2 separate regions of the Drosophila melanogaster genome follow, and region 1 is linked to region 2. The links are chromatin contacts, called in public targeted proximity ligation maps. All regions are on one chromosome and are shown on one strand. The core of a region is the stretch at or near the end of the contact, and the rest is flanking DNA. Distances in the headings are between cores, read along the strand shown.

What was found.
Region 1: a contact with region 2 is called in a targeted proximity ligation map of the Kc167 cell line, with 6 times the contacts expected there. A contact is called at or near these places in 6 of 107 Hi-C or Micro-C datasets (the Clone 8 cell line, the ML-DmBG3-c2 cell line, the S2 cell line and 3 more) and 1 of 7 datasets of targeted methods (the Kc167 cell line).

What each region holds. Positions count from the first base shown.
Region 1 is chr3R:11,135,328-11,138,985 of dm6, forward strand. mAcon2 (Mitochondrial aconitase 2) reads left to right here and starts at 1,850. Exons shown (of 1, transcript NM_141785.3): 1 at 1,850-3,658. The coding sequence starts at 1,925.
Region 2 is chr3R:10,970,277-10,973,897 of dm6, forward strand. It overlaps side-VI (sidestep VI), which reads left to right and starts at 2,105. Exons shown (of 17, transcript NM_001043240.3): 1 at 2,105-3,073. It overlaps lncRNA:CR45561 (long non-coding RNA:CR45561), which reads left to right. Exons shown (of 1, transcript NR_125138.1): 1 at 1-2.

The DNA.
Region 1 (3,658 bases), core at 600-3,099, 160 kb after region 2:
AAAACAGAAATTGCACTTGTGTATTTCAATGGTCAAGGAGATTTTTATGATAGATCCTTACTAAGCGAAAAACTATTCAATATAAGAACATATTTAAATTTTTATAAAGATTTATAAAGTAAATTTACTAGAATTTCAATTATTGAAATTGGGAAAATATTTTTAAAGCAATTTAAAAAACTAAAAAGACCTCTATAAAGAGTAGATAAATCCAATCAAGGGTTAGGAAACACCTACACCTGTAAGTTTCCCTTATTTATAGCCAAAGTTTAATACTTCAAATGCAATAATTTATACCAAAGCGAATGAGAATTGTCGACACTTTGAGCCGGACACTTTTTCGGCCAAGGCCAATGGACAAACGCAAATATATTTAAGCTAATTGCATTTTCCTTTCTGGAACAGGAGCATATGATGACCGGCGGGCAACGAGGCCACGAGATTGCGAATCTAATATGCGATGGCAAATGACAGCGCACAAAACTAAGCGACCATGTGTTTTGGGATGAAATTTGCACAACCTTGACATTTTCAGCCCCCCAATCAAATTGACCCACCGCGCTTCATTGGATGGAAAGCGAACGGTCGGATGGCCAGTTTCCAATTTGCAATTCGATGTTGCTGAAAGCGGAACAAGCAGCAATCGATCAATTAAACAGATTAATAATCAGCGTTTGTTCAGCTGACAAATGTATTGGAACAGCTGGCGTTTCCAGGAAGAATTCAAATAGTATTTCACGATCTTCAGACTTTCCGATATTTAAGTACAGATCTTGTACGCCAGAGTAAAAGGTTATATCATCATATCATTAGATCATGAATTAAAAGTATAAAGTTATACAACAATCTTTAAAAATTTACTAGATGAACGATTATTATCTAAAAGATCTTTAACATATTTTTATGATTTTGTACATTTTTGGGAATAACGGGCAAGCGGCGAACGGAGAAAAAGTTTTGCGGTCAAGAGTGTGTGCCAAGTAGTTGCCAATCAATTTTTGGCATCGTTAGGGAGTGGCAGGACGACAATACCATTGCCATGTTGTACGACCAGGATCCTTTGGTAGCGAGAAACCACCCTGAGCAGCAGCAGCAGCAGCAGCAGCAGCAGGCTCGTCAATGGCATTGTGGCCAACAGGCACGTCGATTTCAATTGAATGTGGTGCGGCCAACTACCAATGTCTCCTGTCTCCTGGCGCTCGTCTCCTGTCCGCTGTTCCACATCCACATCCACATCGTCATCCCACATCGCCCATTATGACACGATGCCAGCAAACCAAACACAATCACAGGAGGTTGCAGTGCCCACCGTCACACTCACTTGCAGTTGACACTTTGGTAGCCGGCTCGCATCCTGGCATCCATGCATCCCCTGTCCTTCTGTTTGTCATCCGTCCAGTTCGCTGGCACTCTTCGTCTCGTCTGTAGTTGACTGTCACTTGGCCTATGCCATCGATGGCTCCACCCTCCTTCCATCCTCCTAACCAGTCGCACGCCCACTGATTCACTTGCAACATGAAATCCGTTGAAATGCCCACTCAGCTCACCCTTTGGATGCCACTTTGCATCTGCAACTGTTGGTGCGCATCAAATACGCACGGAACAATGAGCTAACCCAATAAATATGAGTATACATACGTTTGCCGAAGGTGTGGATGCTGTTTAATTAATAGCTACGGTCGAACAGTTTATTCAGTTGCATTTTATTGGAAGATGTAATTAAATTTTAAGCTCTGTGTTTTCAGGATGGAAGGAAAATCGAAAGATGTTCTTGTATTTTGCTACAAAGTTGAATACAATTAAGATTTCGAATCAAAGCAAACCAATTTTTTTACTCCCTAGTAAATCACTTCGACTTCAACAACACGAACTGCTAACCAATAAATCAACAAAATTTGTGCAAATACAATACAAACACATTCAAATGGCTCAACGAACACATAGATATATATGTTTGGCGGGTTCCATGGTGCGAAACTTTCACACGGCGCGTTTTCCACGATGTGATAAAGTGGCAATGTCAAATTTTGATACCGGAATTCCCTTGCCCTATAAGAAGTTGAGGGAAAACCTGGATTGCATCAAGGGTCGACTGGGTGGACCGCTAACCTTGTCGGAGAAGGTGTTATATTCCCATTTGGATCAACCGGATTCACAGGAAATCGAACGAGGCAAGTCCTATTTGCGATTGCGACCAGATCGCGTTGCCCTGCAGGATGCGACTGCCCAGATGACGCTACTGCAGTTCATTTCGTCGGGCCTGAAGAAGGTAGCAGTTCCATCCACCGTCCACTGTGATCACTTAATTGAGGCCCAGATCAGTGGCGATAAGGACTTGGCCAGGGCTAAGGATCTGAACAAGGAGGTGTACGATTTTCTGTCCTCGGCGTGTGCCAAGTATAACTTGGGTTTCTGGAAGCCTGGCAGCGGCATAATTCATCAGATCATTTTAGAGAACTATGCATTTCCCGGACTACTGATGATCGGAACTGATTCCCATACTCCGAATGGCGGCGGATTGGGTTGCCTATGCGTTGGAGTTGGTGGTGCTGATGCCGTCGATGTGATGGCGAATATACCGTGGGAACTCAAGTGCCCGACCGTGATTGGATGCCATCTCACGGGTAAGATCAGTGGGTGGACTTCGCCCAAGGATGTCATCCTTAAAGTGGCCGAGATTCTGACCGTTAAAGGAGGTACGGGTGCCATTGTGGAGTACCATGGTCCTGGCGTCGAATCTATTTCCTGCACAGGCATGGCTACTATTACCAACATGGGTGCTGAAATCGGTGCCACAACTTCAATATTTCCATTCAACGAACGCATGGTCACATATTTGCGTGCAACCGGTAGAGGTGCCATCGCTGATGAGGCCACAAAGAATAAAGATCTTTTGGTTCCGGATGAGGGTTGCAAATACGATAAGGTGATCGAGATCAATTTGGACACCTTGGAACCGCTGGTGAATGGCCCCTTCACTCCCGATTTGGCCCATCCCATTAGTAAACTGGGTCAGAACTCCGAGAAGAATGGCTATCCGATGGAAATCAAAGTGAGTCTAATTGGTTCCTGCACGAACTCCTCCTACGAGGACATGGGACGATGTGCCAGCATAGCCAATGACGCACTGGGTCATGGCCTAAAATCGTGCGTTCCATTTAATGTTACCCCGGGATCGGAGCAAGTTCGAGCTACAATCGCACGGGACGGCATTATAGATGTGCTTGAGAAGTTTGGAGGCACCGTGCTGGCGAATGCCTGTGGTCCCTGCATTGGACAGTGGGATCGCAAGGATGTAAAGATGGGAGAGAAGAACACCATTGTCACGTCGTATAATCGCAACTTCACCGGTCGAAATGATGCCAATCCAGCAACACATTGTTTTGTTACGAGTCCAGAAATGGCAACTGCATTGGCTATCGCCGGACGTTTGGATTTCAATCCGATGACGGATGAGCTTACGGGTACCGATGGCAAAACGTTCAAGCTCAAGGAACCGCACGGCGAAGAGCTGCCATCCAAGGGTTTTGATCCCGGAGAGGATACCTATCAGGCTCCCCCAGCGAAAGCAGATGATATCAAGGTCAATGTCGATCCCAAGTCGGATCGCCTGCAACTGCTCGAACCTTTTGAGAAATGGGACGGCAAGGACTACATT
Region 2 (3,621 bases), core at 855-3,354:
ATTACTTATACTTAAAAGAAATCAACAAATTAAAATTAATAAATGATAAAATGATTATAAGATATAAGGAAACTGAAACAATACATCTATTGCAAAATCTAAAATACAACAACTAATGGGTATCAAATCGGCCATTCCTGATTAGTTTTAGACTGATTCTGGTGCAGCTGCTCTCGTTGCTGCCGCCTGATGAAATGCCATGCTTGGCGGTTGAGCGTTGAGATTTTGTAGGAACAGAAGACCGACAATCTACACCACACACGAAACTGCATGTGTGTGTGAGTGTCGTCCTGGGCTTTTGATTATGTGTGTGTGAGTGATGGAATTTTGCAGTTTTAGTTAATGTTTAGCCAGCGCTATTTTGGCCCAAAGAATGTCGCGTGGAGGAGCCAAATACTTTGACAACATCACCAGTTACATTTTCTATATGTGCACACTATATATATATATGGGGAAAGTAAGGAAAAAGAGTCCGCGAGTGTGTGTGTGTGTGTGTGTGTGCTGACGAAAGTGGTTTAGTGCTATCTTCATTTCGGCATTGGATTTGCCATTAGAGTTTGGCCAAGCGTGTAAATGAAATTTGATAAGATTAGGCTGTGCAATTGTTGCAGTGCTACCCATGTGTCCCATTCTTCATCCTTTGAGTGGATCGCCTTGCAAAGCGAGAGCTTTCCTTGAGTGGTATAAGAGTGAAACCGTTGGAAATTTTGAAAAAATCCCATTCATGCCAAGCAAAAGTTTTCGCGTTCCACAATTCATTCGGTTTTTTTTTTGCTGGTTTCGGGCGCATGTCTGGCGAAACCACGCTTTCGAAATCGAAAAGAGAGCCAGAGAAAGCCGAGAGAAAGTTCAGAGAAAGCGTGAGAGATGCGAGCTTCGGGTCTCGTGGTCCCATGTCAACTTACATGCTTACACCCCATTGTAGTAGAGTTTTTTTTGTAAGCGGTGTGATGCGTGATTTTGATGGTGGTGTAGGTTAAGTTGTAGCGGTGCCATTTTTTAGCCTACACCTTGAGGAAATCAATCAGGAAATTCTGATTAATTAATCACTCAGCTGGGCTTACATTTTGGGTTTAATAAGTAGGACATTAGAGTTTCTTAAAACGATGCCAGAACCCGGAAATGGTTCTATTGGTCTTTTATTCACCTATACGGACTTTATATATTTAATTGGGTTTATAGTCTTACTGCATGAACTTTAGCCAAACATTAGTGAAGTATTCATTGTAATCTGTGATCCTTGACTGGCTGCCTTGACCAGCGAAACTGCAGTAAGTGCGAGATGCTCTTGGTAACCGCTTTCTGAAACTCTCATTCATCTAGGTAGATGCGATTTTGAAGAGAGGCAGACATCGTGAGTTCGATGGAAACGCAAAAGAGAGGGAAAGCAAAAGGTTCCACAGGAATGCGTGGTGGAATATGTTTTTAGAAGGTTCGCAAGGGCAAAAGGGTGTTGAGGTAGGACTGGACACCCACGGCAGGGGGGAAGGGAAGTGGAAAGTCGCAAATAAATCATGATCGGGATTTCATATTGATATACTTCCATCATCATGGCAGCATATTCAAAAATATTGGTTCAAAAAACAATAAAAACATTTGGGATCCTTTCAAGTAAGGTATAAGATGATTTTTAATACAAGATATAGTCAACAAGGTGAATACTTTTCATAACTTTTAGTATTATTATCAATAGATAAAAATAAGAAGTGATTTATTTTTTCATTCACAAACATCTTTTTTATCTTTTGCCCCTGGTAGTTTATATTTCGTTTTTAAAACTTGACAATTCAAGTTCATGAAGCGTTTGAGGTAAGCTTACCTACCACTTGGCTTCCACAGATTGACAACCAAGACGACTTTTGGATTTTACAACCAAAACTCTTATACTCTGGCCCTTGCCAGCCGTTCTGGCTTTCGAAATCGAATCGGCGGCAAGTGTTGGCCCACTTACAAGGCTCACACACACACACACACAGGGAAACCCAAAGGATTCGACTGTTCGGCAAAGTCGAAAATGCGCGACCCGAGCGAAAGCCGAAGGATCCGAATCGTGGAGGGCGATGGCAAAAGTGGCCAAAGCCACGAATGAATGGCCAGGCGCTTTAGTACTGAAAAGGTCGTGGATTTGTGTAGTTGTCGTGCTCCGTTGCCGCCGTTTGTCGTTCTCGTTTTCGTTGTCGTGTTGTCGTTGTCGTTGTCGCTGTCGTACGGGCGGCATCGCATCGCATCGCATCGCCTCACATCGCGTAGCCGCAGTGTTGACCGTCCGCATCCGCAAACTGGCGAACGAAGCAATTGGGCTGGAAATCAAGAAACAAGTGCCACCCAACCTAGTCAAAAGTATATATCTCAATCGGTTATCGCAATTGTTGAATGCTGAATATACAACAACCAAATAAAAATAGAAAAACGTCAAGCGAGACGAGAGTGCACGTGCTAGAAGTAGAAGTAGAAACATCTCAAACGCCTGCGTTAAGTTTCTGAATGTGTTGTTATGCAAATCGCGTCCTTTTTGGCTTGAGGCAACAATACAGTGAGTGTATGTGAGTGAGTGCGATTGGGAGCGTGTATGTGTGTGCCGCAGTTACAGTGTACGACTATATATATGTGCGCTTGTGTACGCGCCCACAATGCATAAATCAAAATACACATTATTGAGCCATAAATAAAGTTCGCATCGGCTGCTACTTTAAATATTGGCCTCGCGGCTGGCGGCGATTCGAAGACGAGAAAGTTAGCAGCAGAAGCAAAGCAAAAGCAAGGCCGACGAAATCGAAATTTATGCCTCGCACCCGCCAAATACTTTGCCATATTTTTTGCTCAATTGCCTGCCGCTGCTCCTCCAACTCCTTCAGCTCCTTTTCATATGATGTGTGTGCGTCTCGCTGGCTGCATAAAAACTCGCTTAATGCCAACACGCCCTCTACAGGAGCAATAAGCAATAAGCACAGCAGCAGCAACAACTCCATTTCCTCCTAACCCCTGAGGGCTGATTTTATTACAAAGGCCGTAAAAAACGCCAAAAAGCGGAGTAAACGCCACAGCAAAAGGATACAATACGGCCGAAACAGGGGTAAGTGCATGTGGGAAGTAAATATCTACCAAAATAAACGTACATATACTTTTGTACCGACAAACCTAATCTTCAGACGAAAGTGAGCGCTCAAAAGTATGCTAAGAATAATAATGCAGGCCATTGTGCTAAGAAGGTTGAAGCATTAAAAATAGAAACATTTATTCTATTCAGCTTGGAGGTATGTGGAAATGTAATGGTATTAAAGTGAAAACAATTCCACACAAAAGGCCTGAATACAAGAAATAAATTCAGTGCTTAATTCAGTGCAGTCTTCTTGTAATAATAATTCGGAATTGAATGAAAATAAAGAGTTTTATTGGAAACAAATCTAAGACGGTGTAGGAAAATTGGAGGATTTAAATATCTTTTAGGAATTTCATTCCTAATTCCCTAATATTAAAGAATCATTTTGTTGTCAACGAATGGCAGCAAAATATTGTATCAAAAAATGGTAAAACAATTATGGAAAACCAAACGCTTGTTACGTTACTTATTAGTTAAAGGAATTTTAAATCTTTTCAAAGCTGTTGAACACAACTTGTGCT